2 separate regions of the Mus musculus genome follow, and region 1 is linked to region 2. A link is a contact called in public promoter capture Hi-C data. All regions are on one chromosome and are shown on one strand. Each heading gives the region's core, a stretch centred on a gene start, on an enhancer-like site or on the middle of the called end of the contact. The rest is flanking DNA. Distances are from core to core; before and after follow the strand shown. Region 1 has its middle 7.3 kb from the start of H1f1. Region 2 holds the start of H4c12 (H4 clustered histone 12).

Region 1 (7,066 bases), core at 517-3,016, 2.0 Mb before region 2:
ACAGGCACAAAGCAAACATGAAAGGTCTTTAATAGCTGGCCATGATGAGACACACCTTTACTCCCTCTTAGAGGCAGAGGCAGGCAGATCTCTGTTGGTTCCAGGCCAGCCTGGTCTACATAGTGAGTTCCAGGACAGCCACAGCTACATAGGGAGCCCCGTCTAGGAAAACAAAAAAGATCTTTAAGCACTAGTAATGTTAACAGTAGAAACCCACTGTAAACAAGGTTAGTATTTATGTTCTTAAATCAAGTTAAGGTGTCCATTCCAGATGATTTGACTCTCTAATTGATAGTTCTTAGCTAGTTTCTGAGTGTCCCTGCTGTTTAAGAGGCACTCCTGCCACCTGCATTAGTGCACTGTACATTCTGAGCCTATTAAAGATAAAACGTGAAAGAGAAACACTACCATTAACCCTTTCTGTGGAAGAGCTAGATCTCTGACTATGATTTCTGACTATGAACAGACGGGTGAAAATGGATTAGAGAACCCTTCTCTCTGTCCCCTGTTTCCTCAAGTGGTGTGCTGGAGCTGTGACCCTGGGCTCCTAGGAAGTTCAGGAACGAAGTGCTAGGGATTTTAATGAAATTACCGAACTTTATCATCAAATTATTAAGTTATTGAAAAGCATCTATCCTCTCCCGCTCTCTTACGCACCCCTCCCCACACCAACTAAGTAGTTGAGGATGACCTTAAACATTGATCCTTCTGCGTCCACCCCCCAAATGCTGGGATTACAGCTGCATGCCCACCACCATGCCCAGCTAAAAATAAAGCCACTCCCAAACGATCAGGAAAAGATTTGAGCCCCTGCCTTCTCATAATAAATCCATCTCACTGTCTCTCTTCTGATTTTGTTCCAAGGCTTTGTGGTCAACCTCCTATAGAGGGCAGTACCAGATGGGAGGCAGAGACCTCACAGGCCCTGGCCTGTGAGGCACCCTGAATCAATGTCTTCCCCATCAGCTGGATCAGCAGTAGGGAACCAAGTCCGATTATCCAGAGAACCTTCAACTCCAGAGCTGTCCAATGAGCTGCAAGGGAATTTAACACACACACACACACACACACACACACACACACACACACACACACACACAGCTCTCTCTCTCTCACACACACAGCTGTGTGTGTGTGTTTAGACTTGTCAACTCAATATTTAAAACAATAGGTTCTGTAAGGAAAGAATCATGAGTTTATTTCTTGTGAAAATGTTTGGAGCCAGAAATCATGCTAACCTAAAGAAAAATAAAACAAACCCAGAAACAAATAGTGTATGTTTTCTCATATATGAAAACTAGATTTAAGTTTGTTTGTGTTGGGGTGGGGGTGGGGCGGTTGATTAAACTAGAAACGGGACTGGAAAGGGAAGGAGAGGTTGTAAGAATAGATATGGGAGAATGAGAGGGCACCGAGAGCTGACCGGAAGGCAGAGGAGTCTTCTTTGGGCGCAGAAGAACCAGTGAGCAGCAACCAGGAAAGATGTATAATATCCACAAGTGTAAAGAAACCCATTGCTCTGTTAACTTAAATACTGTGTAAATAACTAAAAAAGAAGTTTGCCATATTTTGTCCTGAAAAAGAAAAAGGAAAATCGTCATGTGAGATTTCACGGTATTATTTCGGCTATTAATGAGATGTGCTCTGAACTGCAGGCGGAGACGCCTCCTGGGAGAACCGCCTGGGGTGGTAAGCTTAACTCCTCAGGACCCCGCGCTGCCACAAGGCTTGATTTCCGACGCTTCTGATTGGTCTGCTCAGACCCAGCGTCCAATCATCTGGTAGGTCACTGTGAGCCAAGCGCCTGAGGCTGGGCGGATAGGCTGTGGTTCTCTACACTGCAAGGTCGGGGTTGGAATGGATGTCTGGGAGTGAAGATGGCAATAGAATGAGACAAGACCTGTGAGCTCCCAAGATTGAGGAAAGTGGAGGATGGGCAGAGCCTAAATGTGATCCGCTCTTTCTGGCGTGGTAGACCTAACTGACCTTCCTTGTGCAAGACTTGAGTGGAATTCCTATTTTACCTCCCAAATAATGTAATGAACGCTTACACTTTTAGATATGTCTGTGTAGTAGACTTGGTTTCTTTAAAAACTTGTTATGATATGTAAACATGCTTTTATTTTTCTTGATTTTTCGAGACAAGGTTTCTCTGTATAGCCCTGGCTGTCCTGGAACTCACTCTGTAGACCAGGCTGGCCTCAGAAATCCGCCTGCCTCTGCCTCCCAAGTGCTGGGATTAAAGGCGAGCGTCACCACTGCACAGCCAGGCTTTTGTTTTAATTCCAGGTGTGCGACATGGGGCTGTCCAGATTATCCACAGCTGCAGACTTTTGACTTGTGCGTTTTCTGGCAGGGGTTTGATTCTGCCCGATGCAGATAGTTTAATTCTGGGGACTGTGAAGAGGGTATAAATGCCAGAGGCCAGCGAGTGCTCTGGAGAATAGAAGGGGTGCTTGCTCTGAAGAAGACAGCGTCATTCCGCCTGATGGTTCCTGCTCCTGCCCCTGCTCTTGCTAATGGTCGAGAGAAAAGAAACTAGAAGTTGGAGATGACCTGACTAGACAAAGATTGGACTTGACCCCCCCCCCCCCCAATTCAGCAGGAAGTAGTTTAAAGAGACCTATGGCTTCTTTCCCTCTAACCTTCTTTTTTTCCTACCTGGTGCTGCTGGAAGGAATAAGAATCTGAAGAGAGGTATAGAAAAACGCAAATAAAATAGCTAAACCAAATATGCCAACGTGAAGCGATATAAAAGGAAGAAGTCGCCCTTATGCCCAAGGCTGAGTCTCTTTGTGCCTGTTTGTATTAAGATGTTTAAAACTTGGGCTGGGAAGTGCAGGCCTTCTTGTTGCTATGGAGACTGGGGGCAGCAGGCTCATAATAAGTTCACAGACTACTCAAGCAATTTAGGGGAGCCTGTCTCAAAATGAAATACAGACACGAATACAATTTTACTGCTGCTGTCTTTGGAGTGAACAAAAGAAAAATAAATAAAACTGGGACTGTAGCTCAGCAGTGAGCTCCAAGTTCAATGTCCAATTCTGTAAAGAAAGTACCATATATTAAAGTTTTCTAAGTGTCAGAGTTCATACTACATTTTGTTGTTGTTGTTGTTTGAGACAGGGTTTCTCTGTATAGCCCTTGCTGTCCTAGAACTCACTCTCTAGACCAGGCTGGCCTCGAACTCGAACTCAGAAATCCGCCTGCCTCTGCCTCCCAGGTGCTGGGATTAAAGGTGTGCACCACCACCGCTTCATACTACATTTTCAAATGACTTTTTAAGGAAAGGCAAATTAGTATCTATCAAATGCTCTCTCCTGCCAACCTTCCTGTTTTTAACTTTGATCCCATGCCTTTCCATGGCATTGGTTGCATTTCAGCTATGTAGGTCCCATACATTTGAGTCCAAAGGCTAACGCAATACCATGTTCTTTTGTTCCACCACTGGGCTGGACACTTCTGTGTGTATAACTGCAGTATGGAGTTGGGAGTTTCTCAGTCTCTGTCACTGTGTTATTATGCTGTTTCACATTCCTCTGACCCAGAACGTTCTTTAGACAGGCAGGGTAGCTGCATAGGAGACTGAAGTGATCTTGAGAAGGAAAGGGCCCCCTTGTGATTTTTCAGACTCTCTGGTTGACATCCAGGAATTTCAACGTAATTTACTTGACCACCTGCAGAAAACTGTACTGCTTCTCTGAGAGAACAGCTTAGAAGAGATTGTTAAAGAGTAGCCGATGCTTTTCCTTGCCTAAGCCCTCCCTTTCAACCTGCAAGCTGCACAATATACCTACGCAGTCTCCTCTTCCAGGACAGAGGTCTTTGGATAAACTCAAGCATACCAGCGCGTACAACCTTCCTACCATCTAAACTTAGTCCTGGATGAGGTAGCTTCAAGCCCCTCCCCCATCACACTGATTGACATTGCTAGGGTACTTGGCGAGCTTCCTCAGCCAATGCTGTCACCTCAGTCTCTTCAAGCCTGCCTTGTCTTTTTGTTTAAAAAATAAACTCAATTTTTTTTTCCTCACCCTGCTGTACAGAGATCCTTTCTTGGGAATGCCAAGGGTCTGGGTGCCACTGAGTGCTGGAAGAAGAGTCCCCAGGCTGTACTGCCCAGGGCCACACTGACTTGCCTTCCTTACGTCTGCTAACCAGGTCCTTCACTGCTGCCGCGTTTCTCTTAGTCTTGTAACCAGACTGGGTGTCTCTAAGCTATGCAGCCAACCCTTTCCACCCTTTCAGTGATGACCTTAATTCAAACAAGTCCTGGGGACTGCCAGGTGTTCCTGTATCTGCCCCTAGAGTATTCTGAAGTTATGTCTTCCCACTCCCAGACAATCCATGACCCTTTCGAACACGTTACTTCATACTACCCTAGTAGGAATAAAGTGACATCTGTGTTAACAGTGTAAATCTTTAACAGAAACCCCTCATTTTACCACTGTCTTAGTCAGGGTTTCTATTCCTGCACAAACATCATGACCAAGAAACAAGTTGGGGAGGAAAGGGTTTATTCAGCTTACACTTCCATATTGCTGTTCATCACCAAGGAAGTCAGGACTGGAACTCACGCAGGTCAGAAAGCAGGAGCTGATGCAGAGGACATGGAGAGATGTTCTTTACTGGCTTGCTTCTCCTGGTTTGCTCAGCCTGCTCTCTTATAGAACCCAAGACTATCAGTCAAGAGGTGGCACCACCCACAAGGGGCCTTTCCCCCTTGATCACTAATTGAGAAAATGCCTTACAGTTGGATCTCATGGAGGCATTTCCTCAACTGAAGCTCCTTTCTCTGTGATAACTCCAGCTGTGTCAAGTTGACACAAAACTAGCCAGTACAACCACAGTCAAAATGATTGCAATTTGCCTCGTAACTTAGGCTTTGAGAAATTCTTCCCTACCCCTTGTTTGCTGGATGACAGCTTTATGTTACAAATCTTAGAATTTGCTTTGTTCTTCTAAGCATTTAACATACTGGATTGCAGCTTTTAGAATCCAGTGATGTAGTTTTCCTGACTCAGCTTGCAGTCTGGCCTTTCCCGTTATAGGTACTGCTTTCTTTTTTTTCTTTTTCTTTTTCTCTTTTCTTCCTTTTCTTTCCTTTCTTTTCTTTCTTTCTTTCTTTCTTTCTTTCTTTCTTTCTTTCTTTCTTTCTTTCTTTCTTTCTTCCTTCCTTCCTTCCTTCCTTCCTTTCTTTCTTTCTTTCTTTTTTTTTTTCAAATTCAGGCCCCAGAGAGTCTGTCTCTGAGCTCTCATTGTTCCTGTTTTCTTTGTTTTTATTACTGTGCCACTGCCATCTGGAGGGTTAATCTTAAGTATTCTAAAGTGAGCTTAATCATCTTTGGTTCCTCTTTTAATCTGTATACGTTTTAGAAAGTTTATTAAAAAAAAAAAAGAGTCTATCAGGCAGGGCAGTACCTCCTTTGATTCCAGCACGTGAGAGGGAACGGTAGGAAGATTGGGAGCTCAAGTCGTTCTAGGGCAGGCACATAGCAAGTTTAGTGCCACACTGGGCTCCATGAAACGCTGTCTTCAGCCAAAGCAAACCACACTGTTCTGCTGAAGCTTTGTCCTGGGCAGCAACAAATCTATTTTTGTCTCAGTGTTTGAATTTCATCCTTCTCCTCTTGTATTTAAATCTCTTGGTCTCTGGTGGGACAGAGGGGGCAAACTCCTTACAACACAGGCTGGCCTTGAATTTGTGTCCCAGCTGTTTCCAGAGTTCTTGGGGCAATATCTGGGCTCCCAAAAATCTCAACAAACTAAGCTCAGCCACCTGTACTCATTATATCCATTAATGAAATCGTGAAAAGCAGAGAAAAGAGGATTCATTCACTGCTACCACATTGGGAAGAGGAACAAATACAGGGATCTAGAAGCCTTCCAAGTCTGTCTTCATGAGTACTGACATATATATATATATATATATATATATATATATATATATATATATAGCTAAACTATACCGGTCAAGGTATGGTTCTACCATGGTTTAATCTCTGATCTGTGTGGTCCAGCAAGTTCTCAGAACCGTTTGAAGTTTCCTGGAAGGCAGTTTTTGACTCTGGTGTGCACTGTGGGCTGCAGCCTTTTCCTAGCTTGGGACTTCTAAAAGAAACTTTATTCTTTGGTATCCATCATTTCAATAGTCTGATAGACTAAGGAGATGCGCAGTCTCCCCTTAGAGCATCTCCACTCCTGTCTAGCATTTACACACAGTTACTTCAATCTACAGAGTGCTAGATTACAGGTATTTTCTACTTATCAGGCTTAATTTCTTTGACAATGATCTATCTTGCTGATTTCAAAAGAAGTAGGTTTTGTTTTGTCTTAATATTTCAGCTCTTCCAGATAAGTGATTTGTCTTATTACTGGTTTGTACCTTAAACTTGATCCATTCCTTCCTCCTTTTCCTGCTTTCTGCATCAGCTTAAATTGAATCATTAGCTACTTAACCCTCTTGTCTCAGTGACAAGTGTCTATTGCTGTGAAGACACCACAACAAAGGCAGCTTGTAGAAGAAAGTGTTTATTGGGGGCTTACAGTTTTAAAGGGTTCTTAGAAACCATGAGCATCCGTGACAGGAAGCATTCCAGCAGGGCATGCATGACACTGCAACAATAGTCGACACCTGTATCCTTAGGGGCAAGTAGGAGGTCGGGGCCGGGGAGGAGTGGGGAATCACATTCACTAGGAAAGGTGAACGTTCAAAACCTCAGAGGCTGTCCCCAGTGATACACCTCCAATAAGGCCATACACTCTAATTTTTCTCAAATAGTTCCATCAATTGGGGACCAAGTGTTCAAGTTTGTAAACCTATGTGGACCATTTCCATCCAAACCATCAAACCTTCCACATCTCCAGAATAATCTATTGGCTTTCTCACAGGTATCATTTCTGATTTAATAGGTTAATATATATATATATATATATATATATATATATATATAAGCTTTTGCTGTAATTTAATATTTATATATAAATATATATATAATTGCACACACACACACACACATACACCTGTATATATACACCTGTATATATATACACCTGCTTATAGAAA
Region 2 (7,087 bases), core at 246-2,745:
GTGCCTCTTCACAGCTCTCTGGTACAGCCCTAATACTCTTCATGGTTTATCCTTTCCCACCTTTCTGACTTTGACTTGCGTCATCATCCCTGCATAGTTGAAACACACACACACACACACACACACACACACACACACACACACACACACACACACAGAGACAGATAGAAAAACAAAACCAAAAAATCCACTCACCTCTCACCTGAAAGGGAATAAGAAACAGTGTATACTAGAGGTTTCTCCAAATTTCATGTTCCAACATGGAAGGAGTCTTATGAAGTTATAAAACAAAGTAAAGATAGGTTTAAACATATTGGAGAGATGTGCAGCAATGTGGGAGAAACTTTTCTACAGATCCCAGATACTATCTGATGACTTTCTTGCCTTTTGGATTGGTGGAAACTACTGATCTGCTATGTTGAGGTTACAAATGAGGTTTTTATCTATTAGTCACAAACTGTTAGACATAGAGGACCACATTCAGAGCATAAAGTGTGACCAAGAAGACAACCAGCATTAGAACCTGTGACACTCCAATTTCACTGTTTTCATACCTCTCATATATGTAGTTCCTGTCAATCAACCAGTTTTTGTAAATATAGTTTTTCCATCAATTTTCTTGACAGATCCTAATTTAGTAGATGTGGGGGAAAAGTTTCAGGAGATTAAAAAAAAGTGTTTTTCATTATACTTGTACTGTACAGAGAGTATTAGTACAGAGCATAGTAGTCACAGATGAACCCCTGTCTTCAAATATTTTGTTCAGACTTCACAAACCCACTTGGATATTTTCTTGAAAATATTAGTGAAAGTCAATTAAATAAAAAAAATCTTTGAGAAATGAGGTTGGCAATAAGAGCGATGAAATGTCAATATAGATAAGCTTAAATTTAATATGGTCACAATAGAAATATCAGAAGTGACCGTAAGTATAGTGATGAAAAATTCACTTAACGGTGAAAAATGACTTTAAACTTAAAATGATTCACCAAGCGATGCAGATGAGTAATACCGATTGGTGCTTTTATGAAAAGTTCTCAAGAGAATAATACAGGTATTATGAGGCTTTTTGTAAGTTTGAACTAAAAAAACCCAAAAAACCAAAAACAAAAAACATTTGAAATGTGGTTACAATAGAGAAGGAACACAAGGTAATTCAGAGCACGGTTTGCACGTTGGAAAGTGTGTACTGAGCACCAAAGCGCCTTAGCAGCCGCCTGCAGTGTCCTCTCTGGACGGGGTTACGGGTTGTTAAGGGGCCGCTTGGCTTTCTGTATTTTGTACAGTCAGTGTACTGATTGTGCGCTCGATTCTCCAAACTCTTAAAAGGGCGTGAGGAGCTAGTTCCCTCAGAAAGCTCGGACAGGGAAACAAAAGGCGCCCTTTTTCTTTTTGGTAAGTCTTCCCCTCCCCCACAGCTGCGGGCGCAACTTCCCGCCTCTTCCCTGCAGGTTCTCATTTCGGTCCGCCCGCCGCAGTATAAAAAGGCGGCGCTCAGGCTCCCTGTCAGCATCTCTGTTCTGAGCTGTCCTGAGTGCAGTCATGTCTGGCAGAGGTAAGGGCGGGAAAGGGCTCGGTAAAGGTGGCGCCAAGCGCCACCGCAAAGTGCTGCGCGATAACATCCAGGGCATCACCAAGCCCGCCATCCGCCGCCTGGCCCGGCGCGGGGGAGTGAAGCGCATCTCCGGCCTCATCTACGAGGAGACCCGCGGTGTGCTGAAGGTGTTCCTGGAGAACGTGATCCGCGACGCCGTCACCTACACGGAGCACGCCAAGCGCAAGACCGTCACCGCCATGGACGTGGTCTACGCGCTCAAGCGCCAGGGCCGCACCCTCTACGGATTCGGAGGCTAAGTCTTTGTCTTTTATTTCTGCTACAAAAGGCCCTTTTCAGGGCCACCCACTTAATTCTTTGAAGCGCTGTACTCATGTCAGAAGGGTTAGAAAGTCCTCATGACCAAGAATACAAGTAATGTCTCTGACATGGGTGACCTACTTTGTAATGGTCAGCTTTCACATTTTTGTGTAAAGTGAACTAATTGGTGTATCAGAGAGTTTTAACACGTCAATTAGTAAATGCCATTTTCCTGGCTTTGTGCTTAAGACATGATCTTTTCTGTGATCTCACTTATCGGTATAATTGACAGTATTACATCACACACACACACACACACACACACACCAGCTGGTTCTCTAGCTCTCTAGTACAGATATGCCATAGAGGGGGGGGGGGGGCTTTTGAGTTTTAGGAGTAGTGCTGGAGATTGAATTCATTCTGTAGATACAACATTACCAGCATCCCATAACCTTCTGTTTGCCATTGCTGGCCTCAAACCTGTGATCTTTCTGCCTCTGCCTCAGAAGTAGCCAGTATTGCTCCCAGATCATGCTTCAGAGCTGATTGTTTTTCCCTCCCAGCAACTCTGATTTCAGAGTCGCTGAGTGGTTTTGCCCAAACTATGACTTATTAGAACTTCCTGTGGGTTGCTGGTCTTTCAGGCAACATTGAAACCCCAATGTTTGACAATGTCTTTTCATTGTCCGCATTTGGTGAGTTCTAACACATCATTTGCCTGTAGAACTTTTAAGTCACAAACTATTTCTTTCCACACTCCTTTGGAGATCCCATCCACTGGGTCATTAAATAGTATCTGTTCCTTAATGACTTCTAATTTTATATTTGTAGCTTAAGTTTTCTTATTTAGCTTCTGAATGTTTAGTAGCCTAAGGCTAATAAATACAACACAGTGTCCTAACAGGACACTGCAACCAGTATCCTTTCTCTTTTACATGAAAATGAAAGCACAATTAAGCACCAACAAAACAGCTCAACCACTGAGGGATATCTTATTCTCCATAACAATATATAACCACCCAAATGCACCACAAAGCAAGCACTTCAATGGTGTACAGCAACTTGGATAAAATTTATATGCAAATATAGTTTATTAAATTTATTATGGCTGGAGTAGTGGCTCAAAGGTTAAGAGCAATTGATATTCTTTAGGATAAGAGTTCACTTCCTGGTACCCACTATGAGCAACTCATAACTCACTAACTCCAACTAAAGAATATCTGATTCCCTCATCTGACTTCTACATCATCGATGTCCACATCACTCTTTTTCTTAAATAAATAATACAAAATTTGAATCAATTTAAATGCAAATCCTACTGCAAAGAAAAAGAAGTGGAGCAAGATTTTATTTATTAATTTTTTGTTTTGTTTTTTGTTTTTGTTTTCTTTATCTTTTTGAGATACCCCCAGCTGGCCTTGAATTCCTGACTTAGTTTTCTGATTTAATCTTTGGAGTGCCAGAATTACAACATATAACATCTCTGGCTTATTTTTCTTACTGCTGCATCAGGCTTCTTCATTGGTTATGAAGACAAGTGTCCCAGTTTGGACAAAGTGGAAAGTAGCTGGACCAATGACTCCAGTAAGCAGAAAAATTGGCCTGGACTGTCGTGGCTCAACCTAAACTCCTTGAATACTCTGACGTTTTATTGGTAGTTTTGCAACTAAATGCGCCTAGTTCTAGAATGAATAGCACCATTAAATGGCTGGACTTAGGCATTTCATATACGAAATATATTTAGGATATCATGAATTTTAGCATTCAGGTATTTTATGTTTAAATAGTACATCACATATACCATCAGTCTCTTGGATCTTTATCCCTTTATGTGCATTAACACAACAGCACAGTTTGCTCCATATCTATATCAAACACACTTTAGGATCTTGTTTTACCTATCATGTCTGTAATTTCAAATATACCAGAAAGTTACATTTATAATGCAAGGATAACAAGACCATGAATTTCTCTAAGTATGGTTCACCTCTGGAAAAGATGCTTAATGATATGGTATAAAAAATCTAATGTTTACTTCTGCTGTATTTCAATGATAAAGTTATCAAAAGTTAAAGTTAAAGAACATAAAAGAACATACTTTTTTTAAAATATAAAAAAATAAAAAATTTTAAAATAACTTTATACTTGTGAAATGGAACTTAATAGAATATTTTGTAGAAAATCTGCTCACTCTTTTGTGTTGTTTTATGAACAGGGATGAAAATATGAATCCCATTTTCTACAAAGCTATTATACTTAAGTATTTGTGCTAATATTGTTAGATGTGTAATCGAATATTTTTGTAAAGTTTCAGAAGATAGTTTGCAAAAGCAACAGAGTGTGCCAGATAACAACACATCTGTGGATAGAAGAGCACAGTGGATTTGGCACATTCAGTCCAAAATAATTGTTGCTGTGTTATCTTGAATGAAAAACTGGGCTTTGGTTACGGCATAGAAAATCTAAAACCAGTCCAGGGGCTGTGTGGCAAGTGTCTTTCTTAGGCATTGCCTCCCTCAGGATGAACTCGAGTGTTTCGAGTATCAGACCCTCAGCCTGTTTGTTTCAGTCCCAGGTCTCTGGCATTGCAGATCTTTGTTGTGCATGACCTTCAGAGACAGACAGCTCATTGGAACTCTTCCAAAACCTGGGCCTACCCTCAGCATCTGTACCTCTCCTACCCTGTAACCTACCTACTGTCTGAAGTCTTTGGCCGCATCGTCATGCTGCTGCATTCAAGTTCTGATGCCTCTGGAAAAACTGGTTGTCAGTCTGAACTTTGTGTCATGGTTCTTTGACAAGTGTATGGAAAGGAAGAACTGTTTGTTTTTGACAAAATAGAATATGCCTTGCAAGAAATTACATCAATATGAGGAAGGGTAATGTTGTGTACTAGATATTACAGGATCAAAATTATGGATAGTGTTAAAATCAAAGAGGCTTCTAGTACATCCCCAGACGAGTTGGCTATGACTGCAGTCAAATAATCATAACATACATAAGGACAAAACCAGTCTGTTGGCATTTTTGTGTTTCACTTTTGTAATAAGGAATATAAAATGTTTTATCTTAAAACATATTTTGAAATAGTTGGTAAACCTTCATATTGATGAAATTCTATTTGTTAACAAGGGGTGTACAGTTTTCTCAATTTTCTATAAACAATGTATAATAGTAGTTTTCACAATTGTATATGACTATTCCCAAATTGTTTTCTATAAACTAAGGAAACAATATGTGGCCTGTGCTTAACTTGGTAAACTTCAAAAAGATCCATTATAACCAACACTTTAATGCTTTCTTTCTCAAAATGTATCCTTTAACTGGAAAAATATTAACAATAAAGAGTTTAGTCATGTATCCCTAAGTAACAGTGGGGGCCAGCCCTGGAGGATCTTCTTTCTTGTGTTTCTTCTTGAGGCAGTGGAGGGGGAAGAGTGTTGGCAGGGGTTGAATTTACTTTTACAAGATATTGGGTTAAGAACTGGTCTTATGAGATACTTAGGGTTGCTGTATAATAATAACAATATTTACTTATCTAAGTCTAAGTCACTTTGCTACTGTACCAGACCTGCCCGAGTCCCTTTGAGACCAGCAACTTCAGTCTCTGGGATGTAGCACCTTACTTTAAAACAGCAATGTATTAAGAAAAGGATTACTTGCTAGAGCCTGTTCCCTTTTGAACAGATGCCTCTTGCTTGTCAGGCTAGAGGGACGTTTGGAGGAATAATCTTCTGAACCAGGAGAAGAGAATCAGGCTCACAGAAGGAAAAACTTTTACATGAGCAAATATGTATAAACTCACATAAATTCATATACAGATTAACACATGCATATTTATATATTGCCATTTAAACCAGTTAGGCCCAGCTTGTACACATTCTCATACTTATATACTTATACACACACACACACACACACACACACACACACACACACACCACACACACACACAAACAGACACACACACACACACACACACACCACACCACACACACACACCACACACCACACCACACACACACACACATACACACACACACACACACACACACACACACACACACACACACACACGCATCCATACTTATATCCATTTGGAGCAAAAGACCAAGTGCCAGTGCAGAAAAGATTCACTCTTTCTGGATGGAAAATGAGCTTCAGTCTTTATTGCATAGAGAAAGAAAAAGCTTCTTCCCTTTTATTGCTAAATGAACTAAGCTCAGGTCTGTAAGAAGACAGCATTGTTCTCTTTAGTAAGTCTACGTCTGCCTTGTTGTTAAGAAAAGAAAGGGCTGGTCTCTCCCATGATAAGGAGAAGCCTGCCTTCTCCTGCTTTCTCTGCACTTTCTTCTCTTTTACTTTTTCCCTCTGAATTCCGCATATTGCTCTTTTAGTTTCTTCTGCTACCTGATAGTTCCTAAGGTTCTGTTCTGCATTCCCCTTCTAATCTTGCTCTCCCCTCCTGCTCTGAGGTCACAATAATGTGCTTACTCGCAATGCCTTTTCTCCCAATGCTGCGCCTTTACTTCTAAGTTCTTCTTGAGTTTAGTTCTGTCTAAAAGCTCTCGTGTCCTGACTAAAAAATTATCCTGTTCTGTTCTAGAAAATGCTGTTCAGATCTGTCTAAAAAGCATTCTGTCTAAAAAGTTCTTCTCCTCAGCTCAGTTTTGTCTCTTCCCTTTGTCTTCAGCATTTATATATCTTTCAGAATGCATGATCAGATGGTAAAAAGTTCATCACAAGTTTATGCATAAATTTCAATCATAAATTGAGAAAGAAGTTTGCAACAGAGAATGTTTACATGAATATCCATTAGGAGTAATTATCTGGCTAAACTGTCATCACTTGTCACAGCTCCACAGGTTCATCGAGAGTTAAAAAACATAACTAAGTTATTAGTGATGTTTTGTATAGATAAGCCCAGTCAATATTTTATCTTCTGTCCCAGCACCTATTATAAATCATTAGTTCCCCTTTTAAGACCTTTGGTTAATAGTTTTTTCAATCTTTTGGAATGTGCTCTGAGTAATATCTCAGAAGCAATTAACTGGTGACACATGGAAGACTGACAGATTGCAGTTTTGATTATCAGTTTCCACTATAAAAAGAGCTTAATAAATACTGACATAGCTTTAGGAATTCTTATAGCATCATCATTAAAATTTAAGAAGTTGGACTGGAGAGATGGCTCACAACCAAAAACATAAGAACTAAGAAGTCATCTATTTG

Evidence for each region. Promoter capture Hi-C pulls out the DNA fragments that hold promoters and counts their contacts.
Region 1: a promoter capture Hi-C map of cranial neural crest shows a contact between it and region 2. The contact joins the enhancer-like site here to the promoter of H4c12 in region 2. A contact is called at or near these places in 7 of 39 promoter capture datasets (the HPC-7 cell line, cranial neural crest, frontonasal cranial neural crest and 4 more), 6 of 484 Hi-C or Micro-C datasets (B cells, CD4 T cells, cortical neurons and 3 more), 10 of 115 datasets of contacts at active chromatin or transcription factors (craniofacial prominence, double positive thymocytes, embryonic forebrain and 6 more) and 2 of 9 other capture datasets (adipose tissue and liver).

The regions. Positions count from the first base shown.
Region 1 is chr13:23,767,476-23,774,541 of GRCm38.p6, reverse strand. No RefSeq gene overlaps it. Among named protein-coding and RNA genes, the nearest start is that of H1f1, 7.3 kb to the right of the region's middle. Within about 2 kb of position 1,766, at least 81 of the 459 cell types and tissues checked have an H3K27ac peak or open chromatin away from gene starts, as enhancers often do. A contact at or near this core is called in craniofacial prominence and embryonic limb bud, where this site is marked.
Region 2 is chr13:21,744,961-21,752,047 of GRCm38.p6, reverse strand. It overlaps H4c12 (H4 clustered histone 12), which reads left to right and starts at 1,495. Exons shown (of 1, transcript NM_178211.2): 1 at 1,495-1,903. The coding sequence starts at 1,543. The coding sequence ends at 1,854.